Linked DNA regions of Mus musculus: region 2 is linked to region 1. The links are chromatin contacts, called in public HiChIP or PLAC-seq maps. All regions are on one chromosome and are shown on one strand. The core of a region is the stretch at or near the end of the contact, and the rest is flanking DNA. Distances in the headings are between cores, read along the strand shown.

Region 1 (2,885 bases), core at 251-2,750:
GGACAAGTACTAACTAGATTTCTAACTGGCTCTGCTACTTGCTGCCAAAGCCACAGTTTCCCTGGGGCCATCTCCCTTTCACTCTGGGTTGAAATAGCTGCCCTAAAAACGGTGACCTACCTGGCTGCTCTTACTGGCTTTGGCTCCTGGAGTCCCTCATGGCTGGACAAGCCCAGGTATAGCTGGATTGCCAAGCCCCAACTATCAGAACCCTGCCAGGGAATCACGATTGCTCCCTAATGTTTCACACCCCAGCTTGGGTAATAGGTGGGTCCTGGTTTTCTTTTATTTTCTACCCCTGGATTCAGTGTAGAAGGTGTTTCAGAGCTGATATCTCAGACTCTGGAGTTTAGTTTTCCTCCATAAAATGGAAAGTAACCACCCTATAGTTAAGCAAGGGACCGACCATGAGAACAAGGACCTGGCATTCTTTCTTGTCCCCCCCCCCAAAAAAAAAGAACCCTCCCCCTTGATGTGTTAGGGCTATTCTGGACTGGAATGAAGAATTGCCTTCATGGAAGAAGGTTCCAGGTGCCTAACACAAAACTCTAAGCATAGCTAAGATCCTGATCTGACAAAGATTTTTATTGGGCTTGTTTTGCCCCTTTGATTTTGAGTAGGATCAATTGACCTGGACTCTGAGATGCTGTTCTGCTGTGTGTTGCAGTCAAGTTTGAAGAATGCAGATCTGGGACTTCATTTGCTGTGATCTGTAAGGCCCCAGATATTCAGTTCCTGAGTCCTGAGCCTAGGAACAATAAGAAAACAACTAGGTGTATGATAGCTCTTCCTGGAGAAGGCTGGAAAACCAGGGTGTGGACTTGGAAAAGTCTCTGCCTCCCACCCCCGTGAGGCTTATGTTCTTTTCTGTGAAACAGTACTTCATGATGCTGGTATCTACCTCTGCTCAGTGCTGGGCATAATCAGTACTTATCGGCTGCTACTAACCTATCCAAGTCTGAAACTTATGAAAGGACACACAGAAAGGCTGGCTCACTTATGGGGTGGCTGAAATGCTATAAAGAGCTATATGAGCGGAAGCTTGTGTGCTCCAGTTCCTTCAAGAGCCCAAATCCTATCTGTTCATCGTGTTGGGTACATTCTTGACTGCCTTTCTCTGTACGTCCAATGTTGATCTCAAGAGAAATGGTTCCCCAGGGCTTCTGAGATGGTGATGTGGGATACAGGAGCATCTTTCCTGCAGGATGATTGGTTTGTGAAAGCTGTGACGTCACCTCTGTAGAGGTCCCTACTGTTTAGTTTATGTCAGGGGAGCCCAGGTGGAAGAGCTGGACTCTGCCTGAGCAGGGGAGGCTGTCTGCACACCCTCCCCTACTATGCTAGGTGGCAAGGTGGCCTTCTGGGTTCTGTGGGCCATAAATAAAGAAGCAGTTGGTTCTCGAAATTGGGAAATGATTAACTTGTCTTCTTTGATTCCTTCTGCCTTGTGTGAGGACGGTCAAGTAGCTGGGGTGGAGACTGCTTCCATTATTTCCAACATTGCCAAGGTAAACAGTGCAAGAAATTCTAGAGAGGCCCAGCTCTGTTCAGAGAGCATATGAGAGAGGGAGGGAGGGAGAGAGAAAGAGAGAGAGAGAGAGAGAGAGAGAGAGAGAGAGAACATGTGTGTCCCTCTGTAAACAGAGTAAAACATAAAAATGCACCCACTTCCTCTAACTTTTTCTTTGTTTTTTCTTTTTTTTTTAAGGTCTGAATTTCCTGTTGGTATTCACAAAGATGCTTTTTATTTTTAACTTCTTGTTTTCCCCACTTCCAACTCCGGCCCTGATCTGCCTCCTGACGTTTGGAACGGCCATCTTCCTGTGGCTGATCAACAGACCTCAGCCAGTTTTACCTCTCATTGACTTGGACAACCAGTCTGTGGGGATTGAGGTAATGACCTTCAGTTTGTCAGCCTTGACTGAGCACATACTGCAATTCAAACCCTGGTGGGGGTAACATATGAAGGGAAAGAACTGGGGAAGTGAACCTTCAGTCTGCAAATGTCTTTTTCTAGCAAATTTCCCTCGAAACACAATAAAACCAGTAGTATAAGGTGGTGGCCTAGATTGTGGGTTGCTAACTACTCCCCTTCCTATGCAGATGTAAACTAAGGATAGAGTTCCAACTCTTTAACTAGGTGAATTGTTTATAAGGAGCAGTTTTTGTATGTTCTATGAAACTACTTACTATTTAGAGAGACTTTGCTAGGAGGCCAGCTTCCTGGAGGCATCCAGCGTCTGAAGTGGCTGCTTTCTGCAGGTCTGAGTTTCAGCTAATATTCACTGGTCAGTACTGGTGGAAGCTGAACCGGGCACATTCCTCTGGCTTTCAGCAAGATGCCCAGTTTCCTCCTGACCAAGCATGCCTTCCCTGCATTTCCTTCCCTCCGCCTCCGCAAGCGGCAAGCACAACCCATTTTCATCCAGTTTCCTCTTCAGAGAAAAGAGCATCCTTGTCTCTGGCCAGTTGAGCCCTCCTACTCTGTCCACAACTTCCCTCACCTGTTCCATTTATAAGCCACCAGCCTTCAGCCTTCCTCTCAACTGACTGACACTTGTGTCCTGACCACTCCACCTTCCACATCCCCTTTCAACAATGCATCTTCCTGAAACCATCCTCAGTCATCTAGGCTCCTCCCCCTCTGCTTCTATTGTTTCCTTCCACCATGTTTTGATTCCCCTGAAGCACCGGACCCCCTGTAAGAGGCAGGCAGTAAATTGTGAAGGTTTTCTGGGCCACATGCACCTGGAGCTGGCCTCCACTTAATGCTGTTAGAGAGTGAAAGCACCAGCGACCTGTAAATAAATGATCAGAAGTGTGTTAATGAAACGTAATTCATAAAAAGCAGCAGCTTAACTCAGAGTTAGCCACCAACTCTGATT
Region 2 (3,059 bases), core at 346-2,845, 720 kb after region 1:
AAGTGAGGAGATGACTATACCTGTTCCAAAGGGGGAGTCCCTGGAGTGATAGAAAAGAGAAAAGTCAGTGTGCCCAGAACCAGTAGAGTGAGGATATGGGCTGGTCCAAGATGGCACAGTAGATTCACAAAGGGGCTAGGCAGGGATGGGTAAATGTCGAGATTTAGGGGGTCCAGGGTCACTGGTGGGTTCTAAACAGGTAGCTGACCATCATGTAGCTGCAGTTTTGGAATGATAAAGGCAGGGGCAATGGGAGATATTGCAATACAGCTCAGAGTTTGAGCTGAGGGTGGCAGCCTGCTCTAGGTGGTGGCCAAGGTTGGGAGGGGGCATGGGAAAGGATGGGCCAGAGAGAAGCTGGGCGTGGACCAGTGGAGGTGGTGATTCATCAGTCAAGAGAGGGCTTCCAGTTCCAGGTCCTTTCGCTGTTCTGAGTGGGGCTTTTTCCTAGGCTGTGGCATGGAAGTGAGATTAGCTCTCCTAACTGTAAGAGGTCTCATCCACTTTCTGGCCTTTACCTTCCTCAACTGTATAAAGGGGATGGGTTATATTATCCCCAGGGACCATGATCCTATTCCCCATTGGTGATAGCCACAGACAATAAAAATTTAACCCATAGTGTACACTCTCATTACCTTCCAAAGAAACTCCTAAGAGTTTCTTTGTCACAATCTCCTAAAACACTAAGATATAAAAATCTCAGGTCTTTCCGTCTTCGCAGCTGAGCACACGAGCTGTGGTTAGAGCTTACTACCTTCAGTCTTCAGGGTCTTCACTGAATCAGGCACATCATAGATCAGGAATATTCTGGGGCTATCCCCACACACACCCCGTGAAGTTTCTCCTGCCTGGCTATCCCATGACAGGGCCCATGTGAGCATCCTATCAAGCTAGTAAATTCCTATGACAACAGACCGTTTTATCTGGTAGGCCTAGAGATCTCCCCAGATGCTTAGCCTGTCTGAGAGTGGGGGCTGCTGGGGAAGTCAGGTGAGAGATGTAGTTGGGTAGGAAATGAGAGGAACTGAGATCCAGAGCTCAGCCTAGGCTATTTGTGAAGGCCAGGAGCCCAGGTTTCTCTTACCAGGTACACAGGGGAGCAGGGTGGGTATTTATTAATTTATTTCTGACAGAGGCTCAGTTCTCTAGCAATATCCCAAAAGGCATCAGTGCCATGCGGCTGCAGCGGCTGGGTGGGGCCTCCTCCTCCTCCCTTTTATCTTACTCAGTGCATAAATCCATTAGCATGTTTTTTTCTTGAGCAGCCAAGATGTTAGGACCCATCACTCAAGTCATCCACGTGGCATTTCAGCCTTTCACTGGAAGACAATTGTGACTTCAGTCAAAGCCTCTTGACAGGAGAAAATGGAACCCTAGGACAGAATAATGCAGCCAAGTGCCCGCTGTCCCCTGCAGATCGTGGCTCTGTGCGCCATTACTTCCCAAATTGTCCTGCTGAAAGAATTCGCTTGTTTACATCTCTTTACGCCCCGGCATTTAACCTTGGGTTCTGAAGACTCTCTCCTTTCTCCTCCTTCCTACGGCAATTATTTCCTTTGTGGCTTTCATTTTATGTAATTACGGTGGACAGTCATCACGCAGGCATTTTACTGAGCGGGCGGCAGGGCAGAATGGGGCTCCCATTCCTTCTGGCCTGGGAACCATGTAACCTGACTCATTTGGGTTTTTTTCCTCAAGGATTTTCACCCTCCCAAAAGAAATGGAGAAGATATGTACCTAAAAATCTAAAAACACAGGAAGGGACAGCAAATGGCAAGGTGCTGTGATCTTATCTCATGGTGGCCATGTCAGCAGACGTGACACAGAAAACAAATCGCGGTTGCCAACTTCGTGATTGTGCGTGGGTGGCTTTTAGCCTATGCAGACAGGTTTTTGCATTTTTTAAAAAATTTATTGTGGAACAGTTCGAACGTCTGAAAATAGACAGGATGTTGCTGGTGGGATGTGAAATGGTATACCTCTTTCAGAAAGACAGACTGTTGGTTTCTTAAATGGGTAAACATAGAGTCACCATATGATTTAACAACTGCACTCCTAGGCATACAGGCAAGAGAAATGACGACATTTGCACACAAAAGCTTACACTATTGTTCATTACAGTTCCACTTAAAATGCCCCAAAGTAGAAACAACCCACAGCCAATGAATAAAACTGTCATAAAAGAGAATATTAAGCCATAAAAAGTACCCACGTGTTGGCGTAGGCAGCAACGTGGCTGCTAAGTAAAAGGCGCCAGTCACATTATGTAATTTCATTGAGGTGAAATGCCCAGAATAAACAGATCCACAGAGGTAGAATATGCACTAGTAGTTTTAGGGCTGCAGAAGAGAGCAGAGTACAATGGGGCATTATGACTAAGGGACATGGGGTCTAAGGAAGGGGTAATTAAAACGAGGCCGTGCTGATGGCAGACATGCTTCAGGCAGGCTGCATGGTTCCCAAGTCACACCCCAATACGACTGACTGTCCGTGACGAATAAGATGGAGAATAGTCAGGGTTTCAAGCTCGTGGCCTTGAGCCAGTCTTACACCGAGCCGTAGCTTCACTCTTCCCTTGAGTCAGCACCATCTCGTTTGAATTGCAGTGTGAACTCCCAAAAAGAACAAGGGCTCTCCTAAGAAAAGATTATTCACACCATAAACACTTAACAATAATTTATCAATGGCATTCAATATACGTTGTTCACATTGCCACCTGTCTTTTACACACACACACACACACACACACACACACACACACACACACACACACAGAGTTGTTTGAGTCAGGATTCCAATGAGGTAGATGTCTTAACTTCTTTTCCCGTTGCTATGGTAAATACTCTGACAGAAACATGTTAAGGAAGAAGTGTTTCTCAGCTTACAGTTCAAGGTACATGGTGGGGAAGTCATAGAAGCTGGAGCTCGAAGCAGCCTGTCACTGTGTCTGTGGTCAGAGGAGAGCCATGCTTACCTGTACTCTCCATTTCACAGACCAGCATCTCTTGCCCAGGGAGTGATCCTGTCCACAGTTACAGTGGATCTTCCCACATCAGTCA

What was found. HiChIP or PLAC-seq counts read pairs in DNA pulled down with a chosen protein or histone mark.
Region 2: a FOXA1 HiChIP or PLAC-seq map of pancreatic cancer cells shows a contact between it and region 1. The contact joins two enhancer-like sites. A contact is called at or near these places in 1 of 39 promoter capture datasets (embryonic stem cells) and 2 of 115 datasets of contacts at active chromatin or transcription factors (bone marrow-derived macrophages and pancreatic cancer cells).

What each region holds. Positions count from the first base shown.
Region 1 is chr19:55,266,936-55,269,820 of GRCm38.p6, forward strand. It overlaps Acsl5 (acyl-CoA synthetase long-chain family member 5), which reads left to right. Exons shown (of 22, transcript NM_027976.2): 2 at 1,709-1,893. The coding sequence starts at 1,738. Gm31595 (a long non-coding RNA gene) reads right to left here. Exons shown (of 4, transcript XR_003952865.1): 3 at 2,191-2,885; 4 at 458-748. Among named protein-coding and RNA genes, the nearest start is that of Gm31595, 5.8 kb to the right of the region's middle. Within about 2 kb of position 1,501, at least 35 of the 459 cell types and tissues checked have an H3K27ac peak or open chromatin away from gene starts, as enhancers often do. A contact at or near this core is called in pancreatic cancer cells, where this site is marked.
Region 2 is chr19:55,990,741-55,993,799 of GRCm38.p6, forward strand. No RefSeq gene overlaps it. Among named protein-coding and RNA genes, the nearest start is that of Gm52391, 54 kb to the left of the region's middle. Within about 2 kb of position 1,596, at least 32 of the 459 cell types and tissues checked have an H3K27ac peak or open chromatin away from gene starts, as enhancers often do. A contact at or near this core is called in pancreatic cancer cells, where this site is marked.